Linked DNA regions of Mus musculus: region 2 is linked to region 1. Evidence: chromatin contacts called from public Hi-C data. All regions are on one chromosome and are shown on one strand. Each heading gives the region's core, a stretch centred on a gene start, on an enhancer-like site or on the middle of the called end of the contact. The rest is flanking DNA. Distances are from core to core; before and after follow the strand shown.

Evidence for each region. A called contact is a pair of places that touch in the nucleus more often than the background predicts.
Region 2: a contact with region 1 is called in a Hi-C map of the G1E-ER4 cell line, with 4 times the contacts expected there. The contact joins two enhancer-like sites. A contact is called at or near these places in 1 of 39 promoter capture datasets (the C10 cell line), 1 of 484 Hi-C or Micro-C datasets (the G1E-ER4 cell line) and 3 of 115 datasets of contacts at active chromatin or transcription factors (large pre-B cells, pancreatic cancer cells and stem cell-derived neural progenitor cells).

Annotation. Positions count from the first base shown.
Region 1 is chr11:108,141,939-108,149,123 of GRCm38.p6, reverse strand. The region is part of intron 3 of Prkca (protein kinase C, alpha); the gene reads left to right. Among named protein-coding and RNA genes, the nearest start is that of Gm11655, 27 kb to the left of the region's middle. Within about 2 kb of position 5,138, at least 3 of the 459 cell types and tissues checked have an H3K27ac peak or open chromatin away from gene starts, as enhancers often do. A contact at or near this core is called in the G1E-ER4 cell line, where this site is marked.
Region 2 is chr11:108,290,606-108,297,570 of GRCm38.p6, reverse strand. All of the region lies in intron 2 of Prkca (protein kinase C, alpha), which reads left to right. Among named protein-coding and RNA genes, the nearest start is that of Prkca, 50 kb to the left of the region's middle. Within about 2 kb of position 3,065, at least 16 of the 459 cell types and tissues checked have an H3K27ac peak or open chromatin away from gene starts, as enhancers often do. A contact at or near this core is called in the G1E-ER4 cell line, where this site is marked.

The sequences.
Region 1 (7,185 bases), core at 3,889-6,388:
TCCAAACCAAGATAGCCCCAGAGAAGGCAGATGACTGTTACAGCCAAGAGAAGAAATTACACAGCCTGCTCAGAGCTGAGCTCCCAAGCCGCTTCTTACTGCTCTGGGGAAGTACACCAAGTCCATGTGGCCACCACTAGGAAAAGCCACCCAGGTTCTTCTAAAGTGACTGGGTGTACCAAGGAAAATTAAATAAAAACACTTCTCCTTAGTGTCACGGATACAGAACAGTGTCCTGGAAGTTGCGGAATGTCACAAGCTCTATAAAATGTACAGTGACATTGTTTAGAATATGAAGCCCTGCTTCTCAATTTTCACTTAACAACCAGAGTCCTGAGTGCAGATAAGACCCTAAAAACGCTCCTAGGCCCCCACAGCAAGCAGATTTTCAAAGATAGATTGACCACATTTGTTCTGTGTGCGGCTGATAATAAGCCACAGGGTGGAATCCCACAGCAGGGGCTGGTGACAGGCATTCACAGAGGCACTGAGCTCATGTTACAATTATTATGGTTCTATATAAAGCCACGGGGGGTGGGGGGAGTCATTTCATGCTCTTAAAACTTACTAGCTAACATTTAAGGAGTTTGTGCAGAGCAGGCTAAGCTCAAACATTTTCTCCTAAACTTAAAATTATTACAGATAGCCGTAAGGAAGTGTTCTGTGTAAGACAATGTTAAAAATAGGATTTTTTTTTTTTTTGGTTGCTTTTCTTAATGCCTAGGATTTTCATGATGTGGTTTGTAGTTCATTTCCCTCGGGTTATATTTAAATAGCATCATCCTGTGCAAGCTTAGGATGGGCTTCTGTGGGTGTGTGGTGGTACAGTGTGGCCTAAGGAGGTTCCCAGCACAGAGAGAGATGGGCAGATAGGAAATCATGGGCAAAATCTAGAGGTCACATATAATGGTACCAAAAGCAGCTCCCCCCCCCCCCCCCGCGTGCTTCAGCCCAGGACAAACTGTATATGTGGATGCGATGCGAACCAGGAGATGGTAATGGGACTAAAAACTCTCACCTAATAAGGTTAAAGCCAGAACACATCAATCACTGGTTTGGGATGGCACTTTGTAAACATGTTTCATCAGCCCTATTAAATAAAGAATAGCATGTATCTAAAATGACATCATGATAAACAGATGTGGGCCTACATTCTGTATTCACTACACTTACTATCATTTTAGAATGTAATGCCTTTATATATATATATATATATATATATATATATATATATATGTATGTATATGTATAAAAGCATGTTAGTGTGTATATGCACCATACATTTATGACATTTGATAGACAGACATTCTTGTTATAAACTTGATCTTGTGTTGTCTTGTTTATTCTGGATTAGGAGGAATGGGCTGCACCACACAGCCAAGGTACGTAGTGGGTAGGTTTATATAAATATTTCCTGTGGTGTCGTCCGTGTAAGGAGGAAATCATCCAAGATGCATCTCTCAGAGCACACACTGTTACCATGGAGGTGAGAGCAGAGAGGGATTGCTTTGCCCCAAAGACATCCTGGAAAACACAACAGCGCTGAAGACCCCGCTACAAGACTTGGATCAAGAGATACTAATGGAGCCGGGCGTGGTGGCGCACGCCTTTAATCCCAGCACTCGGGAGGCAGAGACAGGCGGGTTTCTGAGTTCTGAGTTTGAGGCCAGCCTGGTCTACAAAGTGAGTTCCAGAACAGCCAGGGCTATACAGAGAAACCCTGTCTCGAAAAACCAAAGAAAGAGAGAGAGAGAGAGACTAATGAGCCAAGAGAGGCACACAGAGCCTGCCGGTGGGTAGAGGTGCCACTCTGGAGGTGTGGGATATCGATAATTGACTAGAATTCCACTGATGAGGCACGGCAGGGGTTGAAGGCTGAAGGGGGTGAATGGATTGCAGGGTGGAGCCATGCAGCGTTAAATGCGTTTGTTTCCCTTGAAAAACTATCATCGAGCCATTTAGTAATGGATTAAGTAATGGCATTGTCAGTGCATACCCTTTGCTTTATAGGCTGATTGCACATTGAGCTTGGCAGGTCATTGCTACTGTATATGTGTAACCTTTTGTGAGTAGCGTTGAAAGATTGATTTTTTTTTTTTTTTTTTGAGATAGGTCAAAGATAGTCAGTATGGCCTTGCACTTTCATGTTGTGGAGGGCAAACTTGAACTTCTCGTCCTTCTGTACCTACACCTCTGTGTGCTAGATTGCAGGTGTGGGCCACCACAGCTCGTTTGTATGTGGTGCCAGGGATCCAACCCAGAGCTCAGTGCATGCTAGACAAGCAAGCGCTCTCAGCAGCTGAGCTATATCCCCCTCTGTCCCTTCAGGGTAGAAGTTAATAATCTGCAAGGTGTTGTCAAGGAACTTGTGTGTTCACAGGATCCTACAGTCAGAAATATCTTGGAATTTCAGTTAATGAATCAATGATTATTTCATCTGTAAGCATCTAAGGTGGAATTATGCTGCTTATTTCTCTACGATTGCCAATGTATGTACTTCCGTAACTTCCATTTTACTTTGTAGCCAGGGGATTGTCAAATACACTGTGCCTGGTTCACAGCCCCACACATTATAAATTTTGCCCAATACGTGGGCATCTGCTTGTTCCCTTCATATGATGACAGCTGTCGGCGTAGCAAACTGAGCTTAATGTATTTATATAAAATATAATTCGGGGAGAGTTTTCTTATAGCATAGTTGAAGGTTACTAATTGAATCTTCCGTAGGATGCCAGTGTTTCCTGGCTTCCTGGCACGCTTCGAATGCCATGTGGCTCTCTTTTCCTCTGTCTTTCAATAAGGCTCCGCTCATTTACTTATGTACATAATGGGAGACTGCAAGAGCATATGCTACCCAGAGAGGAGGTTTCCCAGCTTATCAAATCCCCTTTGTTTCTTAAACTAACAAAAGGAAGTTCCTGTGAGTTTCCACTTAGCCACTGTTATTAAGGTGAGGTAACAAGGCAGTCAGTCAAGCTGGGGTCAGGCTGAGCACCAGGCAAGCACCCCAGCTGCAAACCCCTTCTACCTTCTACCCAGAGCAAACAAAGCCATCACCTGAGGCAGCCTGGTTTGTTAGCTTAAAAGTCTGCAGAAAATGGGAGAAAACTCCTGCAGGCTCACTGATGGTATGGAAATGAGGCTGTTTAGGGTGTAGAACAGGAGCCCTATCTAATCGCTCACAAGCCCGCTGGATAGAAATAGCGTAAGCACTCAGAGTCATGGTAACCATGGAGGAACTGCGAAAAGTATTATGGTTTAGTCTGTTTACGAACACAGCGCACTTACAGTACATGTTATAAGTATTGGTGCACAAGCTGGTTTTTTTTTTTTAAAAAAAGAACTAAAAATAAGCCTTAGTACATAAAAAGGAAATATCCAATTATCTAAAAAGCGTCACTGTTCCCTGACAGCACAACTTACCCGAAGCTCTGTTGCAACACTTTCTGTCTCCTTTATTCAAGGAAATAATTTCCAATACAATTTAAAGAAAATGACCACAATGGCCCGTGATGAGTTATTATTATCTGCCCCGCTTTCAGATAAGGAAATGGTAAATAATTTCTCCAAGGTTACATAATTTCAGACAATCCGATATTTATCAATGACCAAGGTTTTTTTCTCGTGCAATCCAATGGTAGAAGACTTTCCTCTCTGGGATTTCAGAGATGTTACTGCTATGTGTCAGCGTTCTAGGGGTTATGCATAATTCATCTGCACGCCGTATGCCTTCAGCTTCGCAAAAGAACATTTCCATCTTTGTATTACCTTGTCTTTTAAATCCCAGCCATCTTGCTGTACACGTCTCAGTGCAGGCTACCAGCATTTTCATCTGTTTCTGGGTAACCAGAGCTACAACGTAGGAAAATCTAATGAGGGAAAAAGGGCTAAGCCAACTAAGCTGCTGTCTCCGTCAACTCACTTTCTCTTGCTGGCTATATTTACTTTTTCTCCCCCAAGGAAAGATGTCAATCAACTTTATAAGCACAGGTCCAAAGAGAGGAGAGCATCTTAAAACTCCAGTCATTATAGAATCTGTTCACAGTAGGGTGTGTCTCAAAGGAAAAAAATATTCCACCAATGCTGGTAGAATATGGAGAAACTAATATCTAATGTGGTTAGAAAATAATTTATATTCACCTTTTACCTGGTGCTGGGGAGAATCACAAAGTACTAATTTTGCTCTGATTTATCCGTGTGTAGCCATCTCTTGGATTAGTGTCAATATGGTGTCCCTCAACCTTTGACTCAGCACATCCATGTGCTTACATTTAAAACGGGCTTTCCTGTGGCATCAAGGAGTTTGAGCCTTTCCTTTTATCTGCTGTGACATCTTTGCCAATTTCACTGGAGATCTTATACCATTTATACCTAATGGGATTGTTACTAATTTACATGCAGTTGGATTCATAAATACTGCTTACTGCCATACGTATATCCACACCCAGTTTTTTTTTTTCTCTGCCTACTTTGAGGATAATTAAATATCTTTAATTACTCTATTTTATCTTCGTGATTGGTTTAATAGCTACATTGCTTTCACGGGTTACCTATAACAAATTATCTCAGTATGTTTTAAAACAACAGATACTTACTTATAGACATTAAAAATTAAGGTGTCAGCAGAGTCGGGCTCCAGATAAAGGACTTGCCATGCATTTTCTTAGTCTCTGTTCATTATCAGAAGTCCTTGGAGTCTCTTGGTTTATAGCTATAACACCCCATTTTCTGCCTCTGTCCTAGTGACCCTCTCCCGTGTGTGTGTGTGTGTGTGTGTGTGTGTGTGTGTGTGTGTGGTCTGCAGATCCACTTTCCCTTTTAAAAAATTGCAATCTCTGGGTTGAGGGACCACCAAGTACTTTAACTTTAAAGTGTGTAACTTTAGCTGATCTGTAAGGACTCTATTTTCAAATAAAGTCACATTCAGTTAGACCTGTAATGAGAAGAGGATTTTTGGAGAACACTCTTTAGCCATATATACAAGTACTCACACACAAAAAAACACACACACACACATATGTATACATTCATATACACATTCATACATACGCACACACACATATATTCATGACTACTCTAAAGTTTATAGTATAAACCTCTAACCAATCCCAGTTTACTATCAGTAACCTTCTGCTACCACATCCTCTATAGTGTCAGATCTCAACCAGTGTACATTTCCCCTCATACCTGGCCAAGCACGGAGTACTATATGTTAAGCTTCCAGAGTATCTCCCACATCTGTTTCCTCTTCTGAATTGCTACTGATATCAAGGTAAGTCCCCATTGGTTCTTGCCTTCTGTTCCCAAGAGCCTAAGTTTGATCAGTTTCCTGAGACATCAGGGGCTACTGTCATTTTCTCCTAGGTTCCATGTCATGTATAACTGTATTCCTTGCCTACAGGAGTCTTGAAGGTTTTCCTGCTTGTTTTATCATTATTTCCCTTTTGAGACCCAACTGAATCCAGCCTTTCTTCCATCTCCAGTAGAGTGTTCTGTAGCCTCTTGCCCAAGCCCCAGCCCCACCCCCACCCCCTTCCTTTTCATTGGCTAATCTGTGTGTCATTTCCCTCCCTGGGGGATATAGGGGCCTTTGAAGAGGCATCTCAATTGTCTGTGAACATAGCCCTGTTCATTCAGTTTTTACTGCATGAAGCTATTGGTGACATGAGAGGTGTCTGCACCAGCCCTTACTATTCACTAAGAATCACATACAGCTGGCTAAGTGGTCCCTTAGTAGGTGCGGTGATAAATTCTGTCTAGCCTGCAGAAGTCCTTTCAGTATTAACTTTTAAGTTAAGCACTTTACAAGTCCGAATAGTTTGGGCCATTTCAAATAGTAAATGTGGATGTGGTTCATTCTCCATGTGTTTCCACACAAATATTAGAAATAAGGAAGCATTAATGCCAAAAGATGGACTGGACAACAATCCATTGTGACCAAAAAATCTGTTTATTGTATTTTGTTCTGCTACATTAAAGCACTTCAAACAAGGAAAGGTGGAAGACCTTGTGTGGACAATCTTGACTAAAAACACTAGCCTGCTATAGACATTTTGTGTCTTGTTAGAACTTGGATAACACCTCGCTACAATTCTCTTTTCTTGGGATGTCTCACAATGTCATTCTTTACACATGGCTTTTTTTTTTTTTTTTGACTAGAGAAATCAAACCAAATCCAGCTATAATGGTGGATCTACAGAGCAAGGGAACATTTTGCTCATATCCATATAGTGGAAGAATATTCTAAAGTAAAAACAGTAATTCCTTACATTTCTCACTGTCAATGGAAACAAAATTGAAACAATGTGTTGAGATGGAGCAGGGATTCTGTGGAGCCTCCAGGGTCTGTGGTGCAAAGATGCACCTGCTTGGCACCTGCTTCCCTTGGCAGCAATGTGGGGTGCCTCATTCTTCCCTCCAGGGAGCCCTGTGCAAAGACTGTGGGGCCTACCACTAGCAAAGTGTTGTAACAAGGGAGTTCCATCAAGCTGCACACTCTCCACCAAACTCAAGATAAGTGCACCATATAAACACTTTGCAACTTTGTCTTCACAAGAGCTCATCCAGAAAGGCACTGCTGTCTGCTGGAGGATAGCCCCTCCCTAATTTTACACATGTCATTATCTCTGGAAGCTGTAAATGTTGCCTTATTTGTAAAAGGAGTCTGTAGAGATCATCACATTACAGATTTTGAAATAAGCAGGGCATCCCAAGTCATCCAGCTGGGTCCTGCAGACCATCACAAATGCCATACTCCAAAAAGAGCAGATACAGAAGAGCAAGAGGCCAGGACTAGTAGTCCAGCCACCAGGGCTGGAAGCGGGCTCTCCACATAGCTTCTGGTGGGAGCACCGTTCTCCCACTGGTGTATGCTTTTAGCATAGTGGGGCGTGCTGATTTGGGTCTTGGGCCTCCTGAACAGTAAGAGAATAAATGTCTGTTGTCCAAGTCATGAAGTCTGTGCAGTGGAGACACAGATGTGTGAGATTACTCTTACATTTACAGGAGGAGGAACCGAGTCTTGGAGACATGATTCACCTACTCACAGTTGTCAACTTTAGGATAAATGGAGCTGACACTTTGGGTCAATCTTTTACCCTATGTGTGGGAAATCATCTTCTGCCTAGTAGGGAAATACTAACTTGTTTCCATGGCTGGTAACAGCTGGATGGGAGTCAGCCAGGG
Region 2 (6,965 bases), core at 1,816-4,315, 150 kb before region 1:
CAGGCAGCCAGTCCTGATGCTTTCGTGTCCTGCTGTATGTGCTAATGAAGGCCCAAGAAGTGCTAATGAAAGGGAGGAAGATTTAACCAGAACCTTCCCAGGCTCCTCATAGCTGCCTGTCCAGCCATAAGGGGCTTCCCTATGCCCCCCCACACACCCCGCTTTTGTGGCTGGGTTTGAATGTCTGCTGGTAGATGTCTGTGCCTTAGAGAGTGCAGGTGCACCTGTCATTCTTGGAAATTCCTGTGTGTCTGAGGCACCAGGTCCCAGCTCACAGATCCCGTCATCATTTTGTCCTCTGTTTCTGAAGACCAGTCCTAAACAATGCATCTTAAAAATTGAAGAGGAGTTATTGCTTGTTAAAACAAAACAAAACAAAACAAAACAAAACAAAGGCCCAAATGCTAAAAGCCTTCTTTATGTCTGGTTGCAGATGAAAAGATTCAAGCACAACCAGCCCTAGGTATTGATGAGGCAAATGGATGAATATGGAAACGCGCTCGTGAAGATGCACCCTGTCATTCACGAGAGCAAATTATATTCCCAGTATAATTACAGCTATTAAAAAAAAAAGCCTTATGTGCAGGAAGAACCTGAAAGCAATGAAATGAAGGAAGACTTTTTATTTTTGTTTTCTTTAATTTTCTGAGCTGTTCAATATATGTGTTTTTTAAAAGCAAAATGATCTCACAGGCATTTATTCTTGCCCGATAATAACATAAGGATCGTCAAAACAATATGAATGAATGCTTCCGAAATATATTCTCAGCAGAAGACACCTTAAAGATACAAGCTGTATTGTCTTCTCAGCTTCCTATTTCCTGACCGATTTTACTTAGAAACACTTCGTAGTAGGGTGCTATCTCCTCTCAGCGTGACCTGATCCAGTTGACTTTTGGCTTTGTTTTAGAATGATTCTTTTCTGCATCATCTAAGGTGAGGTTCATTTGTTCATCAAAACCAACAATCTAACCCTCTGTCCACGTATTCACAGAGCCATGCCTGAATCTGAGATCTACTCTGCAAGTGTCTGAAGATGAGGTTGGTAGGCTGTGCAGTCACCTTCTGCATCTCCTAACTCTGGTCAGGGACACCGTGGTGGACCCTCACAAAGACCACATGCATCTACACCATCACATATTTTTAATCTTATTATTTTTTTTTAGCAGAATTGACTTTCTTTGTATAATAAACACTATATAGTTGAACATTTAAAAGTGACGGAGACTTGGGAAGCTAAGAGTGGTTGCCATGACAGTAAAAAGTTATGCTTAAAATACAACCTTTTGGGGTCTAGAGTTACTGGCTTTTGTGAAGATTTTCTTGGAGCAGGGTTGCCAAAAGGTGATAGAATTTTCAACTAACACTTCTCCTTTCTGTTCTCAGCTTTTAAGTGTCAACCCTAAACCAGAAGTGCAGAAACTGATGGTAGGGTGTGGGGTGGGGTCTGAAGGGTTCTGGGATGGGCTAAGGAAACTTGGAGGAGGGCCCAGAACAATAATGAACTAAGTTACTGGGTCTCCAGACAGTCCTTGCTGTCTTTGTCACTCATGTCATCTTTTAGAGATCTGTAGATGCAAAGCTAACCTAGAATATTTAACAAACTCGCCCCATAATAACGGCAATCAGGGATGTAAACAAACCACAGGAGATAACAATGGTTGATGTAATTTTGTATTTCCTTTTGAATGACTTACAATGATCTTCTTGGATAAGTAGATTCTGAATTCTTTTCTCTCTTTTACCTTTTTTTTTTTTTTTTTTTTTTGCTATTGTTGTTGTTTGTTTCTGAGGGAGGATGGGAGGATTTCATGTATCCCCATCTGGATTTGAACTCATTAGGTAACCTTGAACTTATGATCATCCTGCCCCTGCCTCTCTGCCTCCCAAATGCTGAGGTTACAGAGATAGATGCCTCACTGCACTTGGTTCTTGACAGTGCAGGAGGGCTGGAGTGATGGCTCAGCCATTGAGGGCTAGGCTTATCAGCACAAAGACAGGGGTGTGCAATCACTATGGGTTGTGGAGATGGAGCAGGAGTGATTACTGCCCCTGCTGCTTACAAGCTGTAAACCTGTGAAAGTCAAACTTTTCTCATCTATAAATGGGGAATACTAGAACCAAGAGTAGCTCTCACCATGGCTTGTGGTTACTGAATGAGAGATGATGAGCATGAAGGCTTCTTGTATGTTATATGTTGTGGCGCTTGGTGGACGATAGTTATTATGAGGGACTGTGAAATGGAGAAGTCTTATGGAAAACCCCACTGGGCACTTAGCCATGGACCATGGTATGTCATGTTCTAGCTTGGAAGAGAAATTCGTCTCAAGTCTGTGAGAGGACAGCAGAGTGCTAGGAGCCCAGCTGCCTGGTAAGCCGTTCTTTCTGCTGAACCCCAAAGCAGAGAGAATCGTAACAGGCATTATAGAGCCTAACGACATTAATTAGAATTGCAGAGCTCTAAACTAATTATCTTTTGTTTTGGTCTCCTTTGTTTAATACTTTACAATTTGTAATGGATCTCTTGAGCATTTTGAAAGAAGTAGAGACTGAGGAGAGTGTATTTGTGGGTATCAAGCGTGGGTCTGTTTTCAGGAATGTGCACTCAGAGCTTTACGGCTAGCAGGCGCCTTAGTGTCGGCTGGGGATTGGGTGTGTTGAGGTTTTCCCTGAACAAGGAATATTTAAATAAATATTTTAAAAAATACATTTTTATACACACAAGATATATGCACAAAATGTACACACACACACACACCTGTCTTATTCTTTGCCATACAGTTCATTGCACTGTGGTTTTTGTTTGTTCATCTATTCATCAACATAAAAACCACTAACAGTCCCTTTAATTTATCTTTTAAATTTAGTATTTTTATGTCCAGAATGATGCTGGCATCTGCACCTGCTCTGATAGAGCCTCTCCATGGTTTATGTGTTCAGCGATTACAATCCCAGTAGCCCCACCCACAGAGAAAGCGTCTCACATGTCCCATCGATGGCACACTCTCCTGCTTAGTTTCCACAAGTGCATATTGCATTGTGTCAATCTCCGAGTTGTAAAGCAATCTGATAGACTATAAGGGGAGATGACCGTTGGACGTCTCACACACAAACATTCCGAGAAGGAAGTGTTTCGCCTTGGAGTATGAGGAAACAAGTCTAAAATGTGTCGTGAGTTCACTACGATGTCTTATAAACACAGTCCTCGTTTTCCTCTGGCTGTTTTTTTTTTTTTGTCTTGTTTTCATCTTAGCTGAACTCACCGGTCTCAGTTAGGGTTCTGTTGCTGTGAACAGACACCATGACCAAGGCAACTCTTATAAAGCCAAACATTCAGTTGGGGCTCACTTATAGTTTCAGAGGTTCAGTCTATTATCATGGTAGGAAGCATGGCAGCATGCAGGCAGGCATTGTGCTGGAGTAGCTGAAAGTTCTACATCTTGATCTGAAGGCAGCTAGAAGGTGAATATGTCTTCCGCAGACAGCCAAGAGGAGGCTCTTTTCCCACAGGGGTGGAGCTTGAGCATAGAAACCTCAAAGCCTATCTGCACAGTGACAGACTTCTTCCAACAAGGCCATGCCTACTCCAACAAGGCCACACCTCCTAATAGTGTCACTCCCTATGGCCAAGCATTCAAACACGTGAGTCTGGGGGCGGGGGGGGGGGGGGTGCAAACCTATTCAAATCACCTTAAAACCAAAATGGAAATCCAGTGTAAGAACTTTATTCTTTTAAAAACTCGTCATTCCCAGACAAACCTGTTCAGCGCCAGTAAATTTAAAAATGTGAATTTGGTCACTTGAATTTTTTTTAACATTTATATAGTTATATAGTTTGTATGCACATGGCATGAACATGGCACTCACATGCATAGCACTGGCCTGTGTGGAGACCAGAGGACAATGTGTGAGCGTTGGTATTCTTCTTTACCACGCACATTCTGGGAACTGAACACAGGCCGTCAGGCTTGCTAGTAAAGCACCTTTACCAGGCGGGCCATTTCACCAGTTCCTAAAAACTCGAGTTTAGATGAGAAGCAAGTTAAGATTGTTCTCAACGATATATTTCCAGAAAGTTCCTGAGTGGCAGCAACTTTCATCGTGAACAGCCCACGGCTTGCTTTACTTTAATTCTCTGAGGACTTAGTTCCTCAGAACGAGAAGGTTATAAATGAGCTCGAAAGCCTCCCTGCTGCAAGTTCCTTTTCAAAATGCCTCACTGCTGGGTGTGGTAGCGCATGTCTGGAATCCTAGCACTTAGAAGCTAGAGGATTCGGTGCAGTTTGAGGCCAGCCAACCAGGACTATGTAGTGAGGCTATCTGAAACAAACCAACAAACCAAACCAAATCAAAAGTTAAATAAGCCCAAAAGTTATTACAGTTTCCTATTCTTCAGCCCTGGCTTTGACACGCAGAAAGCTGGTTCCTTTGACTCAGCACATCACATCCTATAATGGCTGAACCTTTCAGGAGATGGGGAATCGACCAGATGAATGCCTCCTCTTTCTAGAAGATTCTAGTCTGGCTACATGGGTCTGACACTCTGGAGCTCACTGTCAAGTACAGAGACTCAGAGGTCCTATTTGGTTGTACACCTAAAGTGGGCAAGTTAAAGGCTACGGACAAACAACTCAGAAAGCTGTGTCCTCAAATGCAAATAACTCACTCTAGCACAGCACCAGAAATAATTCAGATTTTTAAAGACTTCACTTGAATAGTTGGGAATAGAAAACAATTATAGAAATATTTATAGTAGGCACAAACTCGCACATAAAATCAAAGAACTTTGAGCAAGCTTGTTGCTGTTACTCTTTAAACAACTGGCATAAATAATTGTTTCTTGTACTTCTGACCATTTAACGCTAACCAAGTCATGCCTAGTGTATAAATGTCTTAAAACTCATTTTTTTTTTAAATCCATTACATTTAATTCTGGACTAAAAATAATAGTAGTGATGTTCAGGACATCTTTGAATATAATAAGATCATAAGGGGCTATTTGTAGGGATATGTACATGGGAAATTTGCATATCACTTTCAAACAGCAGGAAAACTGTTATTTCAATGTGGTAGCCCTAGTCCCGTACAACTGGACATGGTCACTAAGACCGCTAAGTGTGTCCTGGGAATCAGAGAGGAAAGCTGCCTTGCCGAACCATTCAGCTAGCCACGAGATTCTGTCAGGATGGGTGAGGTCTCAGAGTGGGTTTGGAAGTGATGTCAAGAAGCAAGTCACTTAATGGCTGGCCCCTTTCAGTTCTCAGGGCTGAGTACAGAAGGACCTTTGAGCGGATTTCTGTCTGTAGGATTTGGTAGCTCTATGTGAAAGTCCTCATCATGTTAGTGTGGGGATTGCCCCAGTAGCTTCTGATGTATGTATGACAGCCATGGCCCTCTTCTAGGACGCTCTCCTTGTTCTCTGCCCTGATCAGAGGTTTCTTGGGGTCTGGAATTGGAAGATACCCTCCCTCAGACAGTGAGAAGTTCTGTGTTTGTTTAGGATCACTGGGAGTGGGGGTGCAGAGACTGCGGGTGCTCCACTTAAGCTGTAGGGGAGCTGAGGGCAGGCAGGCATGCAGGAGGAAGGGAGGCATGGGCCATACTTTCTATGTCTTTCTTGCATATATATCGTGGAAAGTGTTAAGGTCCACAAGCTCACACTCGTCACCTGCACTGGAGAACACAGCTTCTTGGCTCCTCTAGGACCAGGTCAAATCCCGGTGTCCTACTAGTTGATCTGGCGAGGGATGGGCTTCAGAGGAGCTTAGGAGGGAGGGGGCCCATGAAGAGGGAGATTTAAGGAGTGAGTTGAGAGGAGTGGGGGTTTTATCACTGCTCTATCCCCCTGCCCTCAGTTGAAGGACGTAAAGATACAGTCATCGTCTTCTCTGAGATGGGGTATGCCAGCCTAGCCTCAGGCTCCCGGGCCTCCTGCTTCTGTCTAGGATTACCATGTGTGCCAAGGTTGCCCCTGTCTGTCTCTTTGTTTAGCTTTCCATTTCATTGGGGATGAGGATTAAAAGCAGGAGAGAGGTGAGCTGAAGGCTCCCATTGATCTGTGACCATGTTGGTTTCATTGAATTGTTCCCTTGTAAATGCTGCCTATCCTGTTCTGGACAGTAGAGAGGAAGAGTGTTCCCTAAAAGGCCATCGAGCCTGAGTGGACTTGTCCTTGTGTTAGCTGGCAGTAGACGTGAACACCACCAAACGTCTGCATGCCGTTTGGCATCAAGCCTCACCTAGCCTTGCTTCCTCAGTCACTGGACTGGCTCCTCCCTCTGCTGCTTCACAGAGGTGGGTGCTGCGGTCTTCTCTCCCCCTCTTCAGTCTTCCTCACTGTGCTTTTCAATAGTTGCCTTTCAATGATGGCATCCTAAAGTCCCCTGTCTCCTCTTTGCCTCTCCCAGGGCAAGTTTATTGGACACCTGCTGTGGGACTCAAAGAGGGTGGTTTTCCCCTGACTTGCGGGTGTCTAAGTTCTCCCTGGCTGCTGACCTCTCTCATGTACACACATACTTTTGTTGCCCCTCTCATCTCTGCATCCCACCCCATGTGTCTTCTGCAAAGTGTCTAACAATTTGAGGCCAACTGGTGTGGTTTTCCTTTGACATGAACTGCTCAGGGAAGACTTTCAGATAATGTTTTCTGCTTGCGTATCACTTTGTACTTGAAGAACTTGCCATCTGATTACACCAGGCTTCTGAACAGCTTTAGTTATGTGTGTTAAGAAAACCAATAGAACCCAAATATTAGAAGAAAAGAAAGGTAGCATTTGTCTTTTTACATCTTGATATTCCTTGAATAGATTCTTCCTAATGCATAGAATTCTTTGAGTCTTTTTTTTTTTTTTTTGGTAGGGGAAAGGTCAATCAGAGTTAAGAGGACAGATTTTTTTTTTTTAGGAGAGCCTATTGCAAGAGGGTTTTAGTATTTTTTTGAGCAAGAAGTTCAAAATACTTGGCATT